Linked DNA regions of Gossypium hirsutum: all the other regions are linked to region 3. Evidence: chromatin contacts called from public Hi-C data. All regions are on one chromosome and are shown on one strand. Each heading gives the region's core, a stretch centred on a gene start, on an enhancer-like site or on the middle of the called end of the contact. The rest is flanking DNA. Distances are from core to core; before and after follow the strand shown. Region 1 holds the start of LOC107886661 (BTB/POZ domain-containing protein At1g67900). Region 2 holds the start of LOC107886538 (protein DETOXIFICATION 29). Region 3 holds the start of LOC107886546 (plant intracellular Ras-group-related LRR protein 3).

Region 1 (2,836 bases), core at 284-2,783, 280 kb before region 3:
TTTGAATTTTGACATCAATTTATACCCACATACACTTCACCATTATCCAATGCCACTCATTTCTTCACAAATTATCCTTCTCTTTACCCATCATATATCATTTCTTTTTAAGTTTTTTTTTTATTTTAGGATTAAATATTAAATTTATATATGATTTCTAGTTTAATGTGTAATTCGATACACAAAATTTGAATTGTGTGAAACTTTGATTTTGATGCAATTGTGTAGATTTAAAAAAATAATTACATGCATTCATTTTCATAGTGAATTAATATATTTTAATAAACTTTTGGATACGTTGCTATTAATTTTGATACTTATTGCATAATTTTTATTTAAGTGTAGTGCGAGTCTAAAATGTAAAGAACAAGTGAAAACATGAAATCACATTAAAGATTTGGATATGAGAGTAATAATTTGATATACAAAGTTTTTTAAACTTTAAGATTATTTTATTTTTATTTAAATATTATTTTTAAATATATTTATTAGGAGTTAAATTAAGATTAGGTTTTATCCCTTATATTTTATTTAGATAAATATTTAATTTTATCTTTAATAATTTATTTATGAATAAAATACAAGGAAAAAGTTGGCATGGTTCAATGCGGAGTGCATTTGGGTGATGTCATGGCATAAAGTGATCTAATTTAAATGATTCATACGGTTGATATCATTAATTGGAGTCGAGTTCTTCTAGTTGCAAGGTTATCGACGGATTAAATTGTAGAAGCATCTTTCAGGCTTATTAGTTCAGTAATGGTTAACAATTGAGCGATTCTTGTAGTTAATTTACAATTAAGGAAGAATTGATGGCTAAGGTTTTTGATCACTATAAACTGCTTACCAATGAATGAGAAGACATTCATAGTCCGTAATAAATTTCGGGACTAAGACCGACGTCTTACCCGAGGCTAAAACATTCATAAATTGGCTTTGCCTTATTTAATTTCAAAACCAGTTTTTATTTACTGTTTTACTGTTGTTCGATTTTTATTTATTTGATTTCGTATTATTTTAATCTCCCTTAATTTATTTTATCAAGACTCCAAACGAAGTACCTTAATTGTGAAAATTCGAATACTATCAGACCAGATGGATCCTAATATTTTATATTTTATTTTTAGACATAGTATCTAATTTTGGTATTTGATGAGATAAATGGCAGTGTATGGAGCAGTGAAAAGTGTAGGTAAAGCTTTAGAACATGAATGATGTGTGTTGGTTGAAGTGAAGAACACATATTTTCCTATGAAACCATGAAATGCTCATCATTCTTGCTGAACCCACATTCATGTCCTGTTACTAAAATAAATATGATTCAATATTTGATAAATGAATCCCTTGAAGAAGCTATATTTAATCCATCCAGATATAATATGCAAAGTGCAAAGCCGTCGATAAGGATTGTAAAAGGCTTTAAAGCATAAAGGCAACTATACATGATACTCTGTTCTTTTTTTTTTTTTTTGTAAAGCTAGAAGATAATTATTTAAATGACAGACACTTTTTTTTTCTAAAATCATATTTGATTTTATTAAAAAATAAAATAGTAAACGAGAATGAAGAGGCGTACGGTGTGGCGTATAGATAAACTAGAGTTTGACTAAAATAATCCAGGGGTGTGCGTACAGGTGAAAACATCAATGATGAGAGGGAAGGGGCACTAGTGGGCGCAGGTTAAGCACGTGGCTGCTTCCTGTCTCATTTTGCACGCTACCATGGCTTCGTCTTATGTGTTAGTAACTCTCTCACAAGACACCGCAGATTGACCTTCATAGCCTTCTACACTTGAAAGTTGGAGAAACCATATTTTTTTTTCGATATTACAAAAGCCTTACTATATTCAGACATTTTTTAAAAAAATTACAGAGTTTTCTTTTCCCTATGTACTCAAGTTGAATTTTCCGATGAATGATTGGGAGATGTTTGTGAATAGTATCAAAAGCGTTAAATTTCAGGTAGCTGTCTCAGAAAAAGAACACTTATTTATTCGAGTGTGTGAGACAGTGTTTCTACTTTAGAGTAAGGCAGTGAGAGAGAGAGAGTTGGTTTATGGTTGATTGAGTTGGTGAGAGCTTTAGAATACTTAAATATTGATGGGAATGCAATGGTTTTGATTCCTTGTTTATATATCCTAATCAGATGGGTATCTGTCTTTTCCATGATTTCATCTTCTGGGCTTTGATTCCTTTTATCCTTTCTTCTTGGATAACCTCTCCTCTCCAGTAAAATCGTTTGTTTTTACTCCCTATTTAGAAGATTTTGAAACTTTCTGGAGTTTGAGCTCTTCTTTCTTTCCTTTTCTGGTTATGGTTTGCTTTTAGGTGAAGAAAAAACCCAACCCATAAAACAAAAGCAAAATCAGTCATGAAGTTTATGAAACTAGGATCTCGGCCTGACACTTTCTACACTAACGAGGCTGTAAGGTATGGCTTTTCAGCGATTGAAGCCAAATGGTTTTCTTTTCCCTTATTTGAGGGAAGCTGCCATGAATTTGTTTTGTTGATGCAGGTCTGTCTCTTCTGAAGTCACTAGTGACCTTATAGTCCAAGTGAAAGGAAGTAGATATCTACTTCACAAGGTAAAGTTATTTAAGACTGATATATGTTTCAATTGAATTATGTTGTTTTTCTTTTATATGCTTATCTGCAAATTCATTCTACATGCAGTTTCCTCTCTTGTCCAAATGTTTGCGGTTGCAGAGGATATGTTCCGAATCCCCTGAAACATTACAGCACCAGATAGTACAAATACCCGACTTCCCTGGTGGAACTGAGGCGTTTGAGCTTTGTGCTAAGTTCTGTTATGGTATCACAATCACTCTCAGCGCCTA
Region 2 (2,895 bases), core at 139-2,638, 410 kb after region 3:
AGGTAAAGGGTTTAAACTCGTTCTTAAAAATGTTATAAAGCATTTCTCACACATAGAATCACGTTGAAATTGGAATAATAAATTTAGGGATTTATATTTTGAAAAAAAATAAAAAGACCTAATTCATTTTTAAAAATGATTTTTAGTTTTTTTCTGCCTAGGGGACTTACCAGAGCATTACTGCTGAAGCTAAAGACAATCTAACAAAACCCCACAGATGTTGAAATGCCTTCCAAGAGAAGCCGGTCCAAGTCCGATCACAAGCGCCGCTAATTATGTACAAAAACTGAGCCACAACTATGAAAATCCACGACATATTTAAAACAACGGCTGCACCCGCTAGGCCCCATCCCAGCTTTAGCATCAAGAGCCAGCTTAATACAGTGTGCAGAACCAACACCACTCCTGCTATCACCGCCATCACCATGATCTTGCTCTGCGCCTGTAAGAACTTCGCCATCGGAAAGTTGAACGCGTAAGCAAACAGTTGAGGCAACATCCACATTGCGAACATTCCGGCCGCCTTCGATATGCTTTCTGTTTGGCCTATTACCCTCAAAAATTTTGACGCGAATATGTATAACAAGCTTAACATCAAAGCCGTTGAGTTGAGGATGACCCATGATCTTTGCATGTACGCCCCTAACATACCAACCTGCCCTGCTCCAAATGCTTGGCCGCATAAAGTTTCGAGTGCACTTCCCATCCCAAGCTATTCAAGTTTTAATCAAGTATTCTGCGATTACTGTTATTTGTAACTAAGCTAACAAAACTAAAACTAAAACTATTAACGAAGGAAATTTAATTTACAGATTTACCATGACGCCGAAGGAGAAACCGGCGATGAATGAATTCTCCACGGAGAAGGCGGCAAGAGCTAGAGTGCCAACTTGGCCGGAAAAGACTTGAGTGATAGCGCCGAGGGAGTATCGGCAAAGAGATGTGAAGATGGCGGGGCCAGCAAGGAACCAGAGCTTCTTGGACTCTATCAGGTATTCTCTGAAGAAGTCACGGACGCCGTTGATCGGTGGGATGTCATCGATGCCGGCCGTGAAGGTGGTGTTTGATAGTCTAGAAAGTAACTGCTCCTGGTGGTGGCTGTCCTCGCCGACTAGCCGAGGGGAAAGAAGCGGTTGCTCAGCATCCTCCATAGCCATATGAGAGCACAAAGAGCAATCGGCCAAGATAGATGTAGATAATATTTTTGGATAGAAGAATGATTTGTTTGGAGATTTTAAGTGTATAAATTTATATTCGAATTTTAAAATAAAATTCAATCCGGGAAATTTATGTAAATATGTTGAAAAAAAAACATTTCAGAAATTACACTATCTTTTAAAAAAATTACCGAATTTTATGAATTTTATCCATAATTTTTCCTACCATCAAATGTTTTGGTTTTTTGCTACATATGACTTAATTTCGGTCTAACATTCCTTTGGTATAAAATGATTTTGCAAAGCATGACCAACTCCTTAATATAATGTTTTTTTTTTTCTCAAGGGCGAAATCAGAGTTAATATTTTACGCTTTTTCTCGCCCAACCTTTTTGACCATTATTTTAATATTTTAAATATTTATATTGTTATTTTAAAATTGTTTGGATACATTATAATTAGATTAAAGGATTTTTTTTTTACTTGGATAATATAAAAATAATCTTTAAATAGTATTCCATCTCTATTATTTACCAAAATATATGGATTGAATATTATTTAGGGATGGAGGGTTTGAAGGTGGCGGCTCCACCATTATTTTGCTAGCAATCATAACTCATCATTAAGAATATAATTTGTGTTAAAAAATATAATTAAATGATGGAGGGAGTGGGACAGGCAACACATGTATCTAGTTTACACCGGTTAAAATACAGGTTGAGGAAAAATCATTTTTAAAGGCCGGAGAAAGGAACATGAAAGGCAACACCAATGGAGGCATAGTTTATTTTGCTAGCAATCATAACCCTATCATTAAGTATATAATTTGTGTTAAAAAATATATTTAAATGATGGAAGAAGTAGAAGAGGCGACACTTGTATGTAGTTTATACCGGTTATAATATGGGTTAAGAAAAATTAATTTTTAAAGTATGGAGGAGGTAACCTGACAGGCAACACTAGTGGAGGCATCGTGTTAGGCGACACCTTTCTACGACAAAAGTGACCACACACTCAAGGGGTCTGATGACTTAAATGGGTTGATTTAAGACACGGGTGAAAAAAATGAATTTTAAAAGAGGGGCCATGGTCCTCTCAGCTGTAAAAAAAAAATAAAAAATAAAAAAAATTGTAAGAGAAGCTAACAGTTTATGAGAAGAGAAGAATGGGAAGATGTAGCACAGAAGAGAAGAAAAGTTTTGAAAGGTTAAGTTTTATTATTGTAATTTTTTTTTGTTTAGGGCTTTAAAGGGAGGAATATATTGTTATGTGGTTTTAATATTTATTATATGTTTGATTTAGGGATTAGTGTGAAAGGAGGCAACAATAAATTTTTTGAAAGGTAATTTTTTTTAATTATAATTTATTTGTTTAATATTTTTTAATATTTATTATTCATTTGAATTTGTTGTTTTGGAAGGAAATGAGGCAACAACAAATATTATTTTGAAGGTATATTTTTGTTTTGTAGTTATTATTTATTTGGGGTGATTTACTTAAAAATGCTCATCTCCAAGTATATTTATGAAAATAGGCTAATTTCCACATTATTTATCGGAAATGGCCGGTTTTAGCAAAATGCGTCCATGTAGGAGCGTTTTAGGGGGAAAATGCCAGCAAATCGCACCCTTGGGGTAACATATTGCCATGTCAGTATAAAACGCACTGACGTGGACCCGCTTTCCTGACCTGGTGGGACCGAATGTTTAAAACATGGCCAGGTTTTTACAAATCCCTC
Region 3 (2,861 bases), core at 10-2,509:
TGGAGGATGCATTAAGCTCCTCAAGTTTCTTTAGTCCTCCAATCGAATCAGGAATGACCTGGTTCCCAAGCACAAAAACACTAGTACATAAGCGTCTACCCATATTGTATACAGTTAAACAATTTACATATGTAAAGTAGTGAAGACCATAAGCAGCAGTTCTTTGTGCAAAACAGAGAAAATATACCAATATCCTCAGTCTCATGAAATACGCCATACTTTTAGAACAGGAGATAAAGCAATTTTAATTGAATAGCGAAAAAGGAAAGAATCCAAGTATTTAGTTTATCAATTGGTATAGTGTTGATCAAAGGAACATAACGTAGCTACTATAGTTCTTAGCTTAAACATCACAACTTTCGCAATTTCATCAAGCCTTGGATCAATTTGGCATAAACAGAAGAAAAGATAATGAAAATAAACATATAATACCTCTATCTGGTTATTGGAAAGATTGAGATAAACCAAACCGTGAAGTTTACCAAAGGCCTCAGGCAATAGCCTCAACTGTCTTCCAGAAAGCTCAACTCTTTCAACCACCCCATTCTCAGCTTCTTTCAATATCCTCACAACATCCTCATTTACTTCATCATCGCCGCTCATTTGCTCGACAGCTGAGCAATACAAACGACCCAGATTCTCCTCCACCTCAGTCAACTGTCTCTCATAATCCTCGTGCAAGCCTTCCAATCTAAGCACGGTCTTATATATGTCGGCCTCCTGTAAGGAAGATTGGGTTTCTTGAATGTGGGTAATCTTGGAACGAGCAGCGGAGACAGCTGATGGATCGGGTCGAGGTCCTAGGGAGCGTAGGAGGGAATGGGTTTGAGTGACGGAGGTGGGGATGGATCGGGAAAGTGAAGCAAGGATTGATGGATCGGGTAAATGGGGGAAACGGGTGAGTAGATCCTGGCGGATTTGGGGAGGGAGTGATGGGTAATTGTAAGGATCTTGTTGGGAGAAGATGTAGGACAAAATGGGGAACTTTGAAAGATTAGGATCCATTAAGGTGATTGAAGGAAGCAGGGATGAAGGAAACAGGGTCAGGTGGAGGGAGGAGCATTGACGTGTGAGAACGACGAGAGAGTAGTGAACAGCAATGACTCATGGAGCTGATGAGTAGTGTCTCTCGGTTAGCAGTTAGCATCGCAACGCCGAATGCCAAAAGGTACTTCTGGCATACGCTGGACCTGGTCTACCGCTTTCCTTTGCTCACATCATCACATTCTATACTTTGCCTTTGGGTTCTTAATTTCTGAGCTAACAGTGGGTTCCTAATGGGCTTTTCATTTATTGGTGGCTCTGGAAGGAAAGGCTTCATAGAATGACCCACCATCAACCCCCCCCCCCAACAATACATTTTATTATTACGGTTATTATTAAGGTTCCAAACTTGATTTACATAAAATAAGACACTTACATAATTTATATTTAGTAAAAGAAAGTTGGAGCAATTTTACTATTGTCAATTTTGAAAGTGAGCAATTAAAGACAATAATCAAAGTATTAATGTTTTCCATTAATTATACATAATTTTAATTTATATAATAGTAAATTTAACCTTCAATGTTTATATTATTTTTCATTTTGGCCTTCATTTAAAAAAAATAAATAAATTTAGCCTCAATATTTGTGCGAAATAAATTTAATAAATTAGGATCAAATTGATAGAGATTAAATAACTCTGAATTTTTTAGAAGGACAAATTTGCTCAATTTTGAAATTGGGGAAGATTGTAAAGTTCTTTTTACCTTTATATTATAACAACTCAATTAATAATAATTGTATTTATCCTCCACTTAAAAAATTTTGAACTAATCCAATATCTTTATCATATCAATTAACATATGATATTTATCATTATATAATTAATAGTCAATATTTCATCACATAAAAATATTTTATTATACAATTTTAATTGACTCAAAATTTGGTATACATTATTGAACATAAAATATAAGGGTGAAGTTATTAAAATACTAATTATAAACAAAATTATATACAAGTTGCGTATAAATGCCACAGAAAACAGAAGCGTGATGAGGATTTGAGGATTTGAGTCAGCCAGCCAGCCATCCATACACACCCTGGCCTCTTGGTCCATTATCAAGAATCAAAGGCTTTAACGTCGCCAATATCAGACCCGATCACAGTTTTCAAATGGAAGATTAGACGCATGTGGGATCCGTGATGGCTACACCATTCTCTTTTTTTAATAATGAACCCACTGCTCCTTGTCCAAAATAGACTTCCCAAATTCATGCTTTCTCCATTAGCATCCTCTGTAGTATGGTTTGTTTGATGTAAATAAAAGGGAAATCAATCATATACATTAGGAGGATAAAAAAAAAAGATGGGCACATGGTAGGGATAACCTTAAAACCACTTTATCTTTATCCCCGAAAGATGATAACATAGAATCATCAAACTCTTTCATTTTCGACTTTAATATTTGATAAATAAACACCCTTTCATATTATCTCTGCAAGATTATATGCGACACTGGCGACCCTTCCTTTGAACCAGAAATCACAACCTCTTACTTCTTTTAATTAATTAAAACTCAGCTCAGCTGGAGTTGGAGACTTTTTTTAAAATTTAATCCAATATCTACAGTCCTCTCTCCTATATTGTACTTGTTCATTTTGTGTCTTGGATTGAAGGGAACTCTTTATTCTGTTTCTGTTGTGAATATATTTTAGCTTTATTCCAAGGAAATTATTGTGTCCCACTACTATATTTAGATCCTTTGAGTGCATCTTCTTCATCGGTTAAAATACCAGCTGTCAAGGGGGGGACATGTTTTGTCCATTGCCTGGTGTTCAATAAATTCCAGTCATGACTCCATTCATCTGATTCTT

Evidence for each region. Hi-C and Micro-C count contacts between places; a contact is called where the count stands out from the background.
Region 1: a Hi-C map of leaf shows a contact between it and region 3, with 1.7 times the contacts expected there. The contact joins the promoter of LOC107886661 here to the promoter of LOC107886546 in region 3. A contact is called at or near these places in 4 of 34 Hi-C or Micro-C datasets (callus and leaf).
Region 2: a contact with region 3 is called in a Hi-C map of leaf, with 2.1 times the contacts expected there. The contact joins the promoter of LOC107886538 here to the promoter of LOC107886546 in region 3. A contact is called at or near these places in 2 of 34 Hi-C or Micro-C datasets (both in leaf).

Annotation. Positions count from the first base shown.
Region 1 is chrA03:96,706,626-96,709,461 of Gossypium_hirsutum_v2.1, forward strand. LOC107886661 (BTB/POZ domain-containing protein At1g67900) reads left to right here and starts at 1,534. Exons shown (of 4, transcript XM_016810705.2): 1 at 1,534-2,429; 2 at 2,515-2,584; 3 at 2,673-2,836. The coding sequence starts at 2,371.
Region 2 is chrA03:97,391,190-97,394,084 of Gossypium_hirsutum_v2.1, forward strand. It overlaps LOC107886538 (protein DETOXIFICATION 29), which reads right to left and starts at 1,389. Exons shown (of 8, transcript XM_016810531.2): 1 at 819-1,389; 2 at 171-712. The coding sequence starts at 1,157.
Region 3 is chrA03:96,982,541-96,985,401 of Gossypium_hirsutum_v2.1, forward strand. It overlaps LOC107886546 (plant intracellular Ras-group-related LRR protein 3), which reads right to left and starts at 1,260. Exons shown (of 3, transcript XM_016810539.2): 1 at 433-1,260; 2 at 1-58. The coding sequence starts at 1,005. LOC107886545 reads right to left here. Exons shown (of 4, transcript XR_001680791.2): 4 at 1,882-2,861.